2 separate regions of the Zea mays genome follow, and region 2 is linked to region 1. A link is a contact called in public Hi-C data. All regions are on one chromosome and are shown on one strand. Each heading gives the region's core, a stretch centred on a gene start, on an enhancer-like site or on the middle of the called end of the contact. The rest is flanking DNA. Distances are from core to core; before and after follow the strand shown.

Region 1 (4,815 bases), core at 1,719-4,218:
TTTTAACTCCCTATGATCATTTAGCAACTCTTACATTTGATTTTAGAGAGTTTCTTTTTATAAAACTGCTGAAGATGCTCTAACAAAACTTTAGTCACTAAACCAAAGTCACTAAACGGCCCCCTAAACTTAATCTAGCTTAGGTGTGGGGACACGGTAGGAGTAAGATAATCAGATGCAGCTCGGTATTTTTTCTGGTTTGAAGCAACACTATGGTTTTTAATGATACCATGATATTGGAAGATAAAATTTGTTTAGTAATTACTGATAAAACACAGTTTTAAATACCGATCTACACTAGTTTTAAGGGCTAATCTGACAAACTCAATTTTAAGGGATTTTCATTTTTTTTAAAAAAAAGTTCATTTAAACCTTAGAAAAATGAGAATTCCTTGTAAAATTAAAGTTATCAAACTAGACCTAAAGTTTTTTTCTTATTAAACCGTTGCAGCCACGTCACCCAAAAAAATCAAAACCACGTGTCCTTTGGACTGCAGTTTTCTCCAGAAGCGTCTCTCGTTTCTCTAGTTCTACCCCATGCCATCCACACCGTTCGTCACCTCCCATTGCAACCTGCCTCCTGGCGACGACGGCGCCCACGCTGCTGTCGCCCGTGGTTGATGTCGCCTTCACATAGCCGGACAGCACAACGAAGGCACAACACCCATCTAAGCAGCAACCTCAGGGCAGCAACGACGCCAGCTTCAACATGTCAACATAGTTATCATCCTCACCGCACTATTCTGGATGCACCATCATCACGGGATGCAATACAGCAAGGCAAAACCAATCATTTAGTCCACAGCAGCAGGCAGCATTTGATCACTAACCATTCGTTGTCTGATAATACAGCGGAATTGCAAATAGTTCATGACATATGCTCCATAATTGACTTCTAACATTAAAAGTGCCAAGAACACAAATAGCAAAACTTTGAAAATGCAACCAGAGACAGGCACCCTTGTTGTCTTGATTGGGAATGGTCGGACAGTGGCAGTATCCAAGCACCCGACGAGCTGCTCAGCGGTAGCGACGGAGGGAGAGGGTCTGGTTGCGCTTCCAGGTGGCTCTCCTTGAGGGCCTGTTCTTGTGGTGAGTGTGGCCCTTGCCCCGCAGGCCACGGTACTTCTTGCCTGCTGAGGTGAGGCCACGGAGCTCGCGGTGCTTGTGCACAGGGTTGCATAGCCAGTTGATCCTCGGGTCGGTTTTGATGGCTTTGTGGGCAACGTCCACAAGGATGATCTCGAAGTACTTGTAGGTACTATCCTGTGATAGGAGATATGGGCATGTCAGGCAATTAGAAAAAAAATTTGACAGATATAAACAAGCTAGTATGTTTAAAGAGGAGTGTTCATGTTACAATCCGATGTACCTCATTCACCCAGTAGGAGTTAAGAACCCTCAGTCCACCAAGCTTACGTCCAGCTCTCTCCTCAGCGACAGACCTCTTGTTCCTCTGGAACTTGAGCTGGGTGATACCCTGGTGCTTGGGCTTGCCATAGACAATACCCTTGGGCACAGGCCTCTTCCTGCCACCACGCTTCACACGGACACGGTAGACAACATATCCCTGAAGATGAATTACCACAACACAACGTCAGACAAAATCAGGACATATATACTCAAACTGCAATTGTAAGATGAAGCAAACAAGGCAACATAGCATACTAACAGTCTTCTCAAAAATCATACACAGATACACCAAAAAATTATTACTCCCTTCGTTCCAAATTATAAAACATTTTTGGCCTTTTAGATTGGTAACTTTTGCTGCATATCTGGATATATTATGTCTAGATTCGACGTAAAAGTTATGAATCTAGAGATGCCAAAACATCTTAATAGTTTGCCACAGTGGGAGTAAGGGCCTGTTTGGTTCGCTGCCTAACTTGCCACATTTTGCCAAACTTTTCTGCCTAAGGTTAGTTCTCCAATTCGAACGACTAACCTTAGGCAAAGTGTGACGCAGTTAGTCACGAACCAAACAGACCCGTAACAAGACCCTGGTGTGAAAAAAAAAGGCTAGGCTAACATGAATTAAGCCACTTAATCACAATATGGTTGGCTGATTTTTACATGGTGATACAATGTAACACCGTTTATTTATTTATTTACATTATGCTCATGTCCTCAGCTAGTGGCCAATGAAGACTTATTTTGTGTACTACAGATATCAAAATTACTGATGACTACAAAATAACCCACACCAAACGATATTAAGTTTATGGTCCAGATGTGATGAACCATCATATGCAGCAATCGTAAGAACTCACTTTTGAGTTGTGTTCAAATAATTCCAACACAACAAGTAGCTACAATATCTTATATCTAAATTCAAGCATTAAATATCCAATCCAAAAATCTTAACCATGCCCAAACATAGGCTCAGCTGCATGCTTGTATTGTAGTAGTGGACGGCGTACGTCGGAGTGATAACCAAAAGCAGTTCTACATTTCGCAAACAAAAAACTGACGACGATCTATCGTATATCTATTACAGTAGAAATGGTCGCCCACAGCCGTAAAAATCTTATAAACACAAACCAGCAAACGGTGATATGATTGCGCAGATCAAATCCTAAATGGCTGCAAGCCCTCCACCAACCTATTTCTACATCACTATCTCGCGGCAGGCAAGAGAACAGAGCGGCAGGCGAGAAGACCTACCTGCTTGGCCTTGTAGCCGAGACGACGGGCCTTGTCGGGGCGGGTGGGCCTGGTGAGGCGGACGATGGACGGCTGCTGCCTGTACTCCCAGCAGCGCACGCGCTGCACGAAGCGCATCACGTCCGACTGCTTCCTCCTCCATAGTTCCGACACGTACTTGTACGCCCCTGCGCGACGAACAGACTATCAGAGAGAGACGACGCGCAAAGGTTCGCCTGCACGGAGAGACCACAGAACATTTGCTCACCCATGGCGGCTGCGGCAGCAAGCGGCGGTGGCAGCGGCGGCGGCGAGTGGGGTGGAGTGCGCGGAGAAGGACAGGTTTTCGGTTGGAGGGGCACTTATATCCGAACGATGGGAGTCTCGTGGCCGTCGGATGGGCTAGGGTTTGGAGCAGGCGAGGTGGATGTTGCAAAAGTGGGCCGAGCGAGCTGGGCTTCCTCGCATAAGCAGATGGGCTTCAGATAAAAACAGGCTTGATCATTTTCCATTTTCAGATGAAGATTCGGATATGCATGAAAACATGGATGTAAACATTGGAAGGTAGCTAGGACTAGGAAAACGACTCTAGTTTGGAATTCAAAACGACACTGCAATCCATATATTTGGAGCTGCAGAAACATTTCACACTAGACATTAATCCACAAATAAACATGTTTAACCTTAAAAGCGAGCGCAGAAATGTATGACTCACTTCGGCTTGAATTCTGATTCGACTCGGTGATAACACAATTTCTTAGACTCAAGCCTAGGTTTCTCCTCACGTTTGTTCTTGCTGTCACTAGGTATGTCAGTATATGCCACGGCACACAAAATATTCAGCAAAATATTAGTGCACAACAATTACATACAAACGAATAACACTTATATCATCACCAACTTTAATGTCTCAAAAATTGTTTGCTAACATCAAAAATTGTTTGCTAACAAATACAATGTTACACTTATACAATTAGTGGCAGCGGCATGAACACATCCGAGAGTAGCCATGAAGTGAAACTATTTTGTTACTTCTCTCACAAAGACATAAATATCTGAAGTTGTGTAATATGACATAATAATTAACATGACCCATGAAAAAATATGAACCGGAATATGGTCTCACGCAAGCCAAGCACGATCTCTCTCTCTCCTTCAACACGAGCAGAGTTCATCCCATCCACACCCAGTCGAGCCTGATGACATCGTCCAACTCCATCAGCGCTATGGTGCCATCCTGCGCAGCAGGCATGAATACGAAGAAGAGTGAGATCGACCTAGATGCCTCTTGTGATGCAAAGAACTCCGAACCACCTACAATATAGCGTGTGAAAAAATATAGAATAAGATGAAACCAAAAGAAGGGTAAATGCATGTAGTTCTTTGTGTGAATGCACACCTCGTTTATAGAGTTCGGTGTATCCACAATCTGTGCAAAGGTTGGTCTTAGAGTAGGATCTTTCTGCCATCATCTCTGTAGTAGTTCAGCGAGCATAGGATGTGTATTAGCGGCAATAGTAAGTCTGAGATCCTACATGCAGAGGTATCGTATCTACCAAACTAGGATTCGAAACAGGAACTCCACAACACTTTCAGAAGAATATTTTACTTCCCCACCAAACACTGAAAAAATACAAATGAGTTACAACTCAACATTCACCTTCTATTTGGAACATTTTCCTTTCAGCAAATAAAAGTGGTATGATAACAGCAAGATGTGCTACTATTCTTTTTTTGACAAACCACAATAGCTTGTGTGTTAAACTACGATACCTTTTGAACACCGGCAACTGCTGCTTGAAGAGGTGTCATGACTTCATATGGAAGCTGAAACAAAAAAGGCCAACTCAACAATTAGCAAAACCACACTTCTGCTCTACCATTACACCGGAGAAACAAAATGATGGTGAGAGAAAAATAACCTTTGCACTGGATTCTAGTAACAAGATATCAAACTCAAAAGGGAAGATATTTGCACCCAGAAAGCTTGGCTAGTAATAATTTGAGCATAGTTTCTTGGGATGGTCATCGAATACAGAATAGCCAGGTGATAAGAAACATATGTAGTTTAATAGTACTAAAAAATCATTCAAAAATAGAAAAAACATTATATATCTTAAACTACTGCACTGAATCCTAGTAACATGAAATCAAATTGAAAAAGGCAAG
Region 2 (4,815 bases), core at 1,174-3,673, 160 kb after region 1:
AATGGTCCCTCCGACCGAGTGAGCTTCTCTTCTCAAATCAAAGCCGGGAACAAAACTTCCCCGCAAGGGCCACCACACAATTGGTGCCTCTTGCCTTGATTACAATGGAGTTTTGATCACAAGAACAAGTGAGAAAGAAAAGAAGCAATCCAAGCGCAAGAGCTCAAAAGAACACGGCAAATCTCTCTCGCTAATCACTAAAGCCTTGTGTGGAATTGGAGAGGATTTGATCTCTTTGGTGTGTCTAGAATTGAATGCCTAGATCTTGTAAGTGGTTGAGAAGTGGAAAACTTGGATGCTATGAATGGTGGGGTGGTTGGGGTATTTATAGCCCCAACCACCAAACTTGACCGTTGGTGGAGGCTGTCTGTCGTATGGTGCACCGGACAGTCCGGTGCACACCGGACATGTCCGGTGCGCCAGCCACGTCACCAACGCCGTTGGGATTCGACCGTTGGAGCTTCTGTCTTCTGGGCCCGCCTGGACGTCCGGTGCACACCGGACATGTACTGTTCAATGTCCGGTGCGCCAGTATGGGCGTGCCTGACTTCTGTGCGCTTCTGGCGCGCATTGAATGCGCCTGCAGGTGACCGTTGGCGCGAAGTAGCCGTTGCTCTGCTGGTTCACCGGACAGTCCGGTGTACACCGGACAGTCCGGTGTACACCGGACAGTCCGGTGAATTATAGCGGAGTAGCCGCTGCGTTTTCCCGAGGCTGGCGAGTTCCAGAGGCCGCTCTTCCTTGGAGCACCGGACACTGTCCGGTGTACACCGGACAGTCCGGTGAATTATAGCGGAGTGCCTCTGAAAATTCCCGAAGGTGGCAAGTTTGAGTTTGAGTCCTCTGGTGCACCGGACACTGTCCGGTGGTGCACCGGACACTGTCCGGTGTACACCGGACAGTCCGGTGCCCCCAGACCAGAGGTGCCTTCGGTTGCCTCTTTGCTCCTTTGTTGAATCCAAAACTTGATCTTTTTATTGGCTGAGTGTGAACCTTTTACACCTGTATAATCTATACACTTGGGCAAACTAGTTAGTCCAATTATTTGTGTTGGGCAATTCAACCACCAAAATTAATTAGGGACTAGGTGTAAGCCTAATTCCCTTTCAGTTTTCTTCTATTATTATACGGTTATACTTTCTACATTTAACAATGCAAAGGGGGAACAGGCAAATACAGTAGAGAAATCTGTTGAAAATGTTTTTTGGTTGATTGTTGCTACATAAGTAGTGTATTTGTTTCCTGCATCATCCCTTGTCATTTTTTTATTAACCAATTGTATCGGGCATCCTTTATATTGTAGGTTGGTGACAAGCCATCTACTTCATTCCAAGTTGTAAGTCGTTCTGACTTTTATGTGCATATAGGTTTTGCTATGCACCTAGATATACATCATGTCTAAGTACATAGTAAAATATATGTATCTAGAATTTCATCTACATACAAGTAGGCAACATAAAACAGTGATCCTGATGTCACAATGTTTAATGCAGTCCACCGCTGCCGCGCCTGCTCGCGGTTCCCAGGCCTCTGGTGCCCCCTCACCGTTGTTTATAGTAACAGATATTGATTCTTGACAAAGGAATTGTAGGATATTGAGATTGATGATATTATATATGTTTAGTTTCTATGTAACCATTATATATTAATATTTTGTATGTTGTTGCAACCCATCCCCACTCTTAGACCCTTATTAATGTGAACAACATCGAGGAATAGATGCGTAGGAATCAGGCTCATGTTGTTCAGGAGGTGTATGGGAGGATAACGAGATATGTAGTGCTCTTCAAGTGTGCAAGTGCGTCTATGGACTGTATGGTTCTTTGGTTTTTGTTGTTCGCTGAGGTGCAAAGTAGGAAGCAAATGCGGCCCTAACCTTGCAAGCGGGGAATGTATCGTTTTTTGGTGTAACTGAAATATGTGGTGTTATTTTTTATGCATTAACAATTTGTTGAATATTTTGTATACCGTTGCAACGCACGAGCATCTACCTAGTTAGTTAGGTTGTTTAGATATCTCTAGCTAATTATTAGTTATAATACATTAAAAACAGAACTAAATAAGTTAAGAATGTACTTTTGCATTCAATCTTAGCTATAGTACCATGTCACGCGACTTTATAAAATAATACTCCTAGGTTCAAGTTAGGAGAAGACAAACCATCAAAATTACCACAAAGGCACACAAACTCCGTATATAGATACAGAGAGACTGGTTGTAGGGGATCCTGGATGCCTTAATGCCTTGAGTTGCCTGAGCGGCGGGGTTCAGGGCTCTTCACAGCAGTTAACAAAAATCCTGGAACTGGAAAGCCCCCAAAAAGAAAGGCAGTTCACAAAAAACCGCTGAAAACGCAACAAAATCCCACGTCGTTTTCTACCGGCACTTGTCTTCTTCCATACCACATTTCCACTGGAGCGAAAAATGGTGATGCTACCTCTCCAGCACTCGTAGGCCGCCACAATTATGCGCTTCCATTTCCACTTCTCTGAGACCAGACAGCTCGAGTCTTTATCCGTCGCCCCCACTTGACCCCTCTCGCCACTCCCTCCCCTCCATCAACAATTCGGTTTCTTGGGTGATTTTTTTTCTTGCTTGCTCGGTTTCTTGTGGGGCGGGCCGCGAACCGGCGAGGCGGGGGCGCGGGGCAACGCAAAGCAGCGCAGGGGCAACGCAGTGCAGCAAAAGCTTCGATCTTTATCCGCCGGATTCCTCTCCTCCCCTTTCCTCTCTCTCCGTCTCCCCGCTTGCTTTGTGCTTCGTTGTTGAGAGGAGGGGAGAGGAGGGGAGACCCACATCCACTTGCCTTTCTCCTCTCTCCTCTCGCAGCCCCCCTTCCAACTCCTCCTGGTCCCTGGAAAAAGGAGACCTTTTGGTGCAAGATTCGATCTGCTGTGGCTGCCTCGACCTTGCTGCGTGCGCGGAGATTTGGTTTCTTGGCTGGCGCGCGCGGGCAGTTGGAGCTCTTTGATTCAACAGGTTCAGATTGCAGCGGCGAGCGACTGCTCTGCGGTCGAGGCTGCTGCTCGCCGGGTGATTCCGTGCCCGCTCTTGGTGGCGGCGGGCGGTGTCCTCGTCTGATCCGTTTCTTCGGGAGGCTTTGGTTGATGTGCTGGGTTTCCTCGGAGCTCAGTTCCCCAATTCGCCATTTTGATGAGGAGCTCTTCCCACTGTGAGAGCTACTGCGCTCCTCCCCTGTGCTACCTCCCCTGCCTCCCCAAATCCAAAGACGTTGCAGTCGGTGACCCGGAGTCCGGGTCCCCGAGCCCTGCCGCTGTCGCCGAGGACAAGCCGCCCGTGGTCCAGAAGATCGAGGAATCTGTGGCGGCAACCGGCGGCGATGGCGTCGGTGATGGTGACAAGTGCTATCGGGAGGTGGCGGTGGCTCCCAAGAGTTGCTTGAAGAGGGCTAATTGCGAGGACAGCAGTAAGAATGCGGTGAAAGGCAATGTGAAGTGGAAGGATTTGCTGGGGAAGGATCTCACGCTCACGCAGGTCAAGGAATTCGAGCCAAGGTATGTGCTGTGCTCTTGCCATGTTTCCCCTTACTACTAATACTATCATCTGGTTGAGATTGTGGGTGAATTTGGTAATATTCTAGTCTCGAGTTTGGGGAATGCATGCCATGTGATGTGTGGTGTTCACCATTCTAGTTAGTTAGGCGTCAGTTCGGCTAGTGGACATGTGGCTTGCCTCTGATTTCTAGAGGAATGTTCTCGTCATTTTGGCTGGTGGACATGTGGCTTGCCCCTGATCTCTAGAGGAATGTTCTCGTTTTGGGTCTCTGCGACGTGCATTTGATTTTAAGTCACGGATGGTCACTTGCAGTTGTGCTGACATTTGGAAACACTACCCAATGGAGAAGTCAACGGTTTGTCATGAGCCTCATGTCCACTGGTAATGGTGGTCATCCTTTTGTTGTTCCTAGGTGGTGGGTTAATTGGATAAGGTTGGGCCAAGTCCTCGTGTAGCAGGTCTACAGTCTACTATATTTGACCTCGGTTGGAGTGTCCAAGCATGGCTGTGGATGAATTGAACTTGCTTCCATATGGTCAACATCTCTGATCATGAATCAGAATGTGTTGGTTGTTACCGAGCCAATTTCTTGTGCCTGGGTGAAGCTCTAGACCAAACCGTCCATACCTTTTCTGGTTGGATGGCTGCCCAAGTATCCTACCTGGACACCACTTTTCATTCAGTGTTTCCCTAACAGTTTTCTTCAACGCGTCAAGAAATTGTGATCAAACGGTCTAGTTTCAAGGCTATCTGGTTTTAGGTCAATCCACCTGAGAAAAGTGAGGCCTTTTCACTTAAGATAGTCTGGCAGTTACCTTGAACATGTGTCGTGCTGGTCATGCAATGTAAACTGAAAGATTTCTTTCAGAACTTGCACATCAAATCGGATTAGCAGTTCATGTTCGTATTTTAAGCCATGTTCCTTTTTTTTTGTTTTCTATCTATTGTTTAAATGTTAACCTGGGAAGGGGGTGAGGGGTATTTCATTGAGGTTTTCGTCAATAGAACTTCCACAACCCAAGACAGCTGATTGATTATGACCTTGTAATAATCCTTTTTCAGAAACAAATAAATTAATCCCATATAGACCACTTAACGCTTCAAGTTCCAAGTCAGCGCATAGCTTTAAAGATATGAAATCACAATCAGGGCAATTGAGCTTTCGTTTTCGGGTGGGTCTTTTTACTACAGGTTGCTTCCAGTTGCTATTTAGGAACATACAATGATTGGATAAGCTGAAATTTTATCAGGTTTAATCACAGTCCCATCGCACATTTAAACCTAGTAATGGTGCATTGA

What was found. Hi-C and Micro-C count contacts between places; a contact is called where the count stands out from the background.
Region 2: a Hi-C map of ear shows a contact between it and region 1, with 2.2 times the contacts expected there. The contact joins the promoter of LOC100193460 here to the promoter of LOC100282218 in region 1. A contact is called at or near these places in 2 of 25 Hi-C or Micro-C datasets (ear and leaf).

The regions. Positions count from the first base shown.
Region 1 is chr7:8,679,464-8,684,278 of Zm-B73-REFERENCE-NAM-5.0, forward strand. LOC100282218 (60S ribosomal protein L15) reads right to left here and starts at 2,969. Exons shown (of 4, transcript NM_001155130.2): 1 at 2,915-2,969; 2 at 2,668-2,834; 3 at 1,373-1,570; 4 at 794-1,266. The coding sequence starts at 2,918. The coding sequence ends at 1,021.
Region 2 is chr7:8,841,171-8,845,985 of Zm-B73-REFERENCE-NAM-5.0, forward strand. LOC100193460 reads left to right here and starts at 2,424. Exons shown (of 2, transcript NM_001138576.1): 1 at 2,424-3,515. The coding sequence starts at 3,154. LOC103631991 (a long non-coding RNA gene) reads left to right here. Exons shown (of 3, transcript XR_002263812.2): 3 at 1,304-1,798.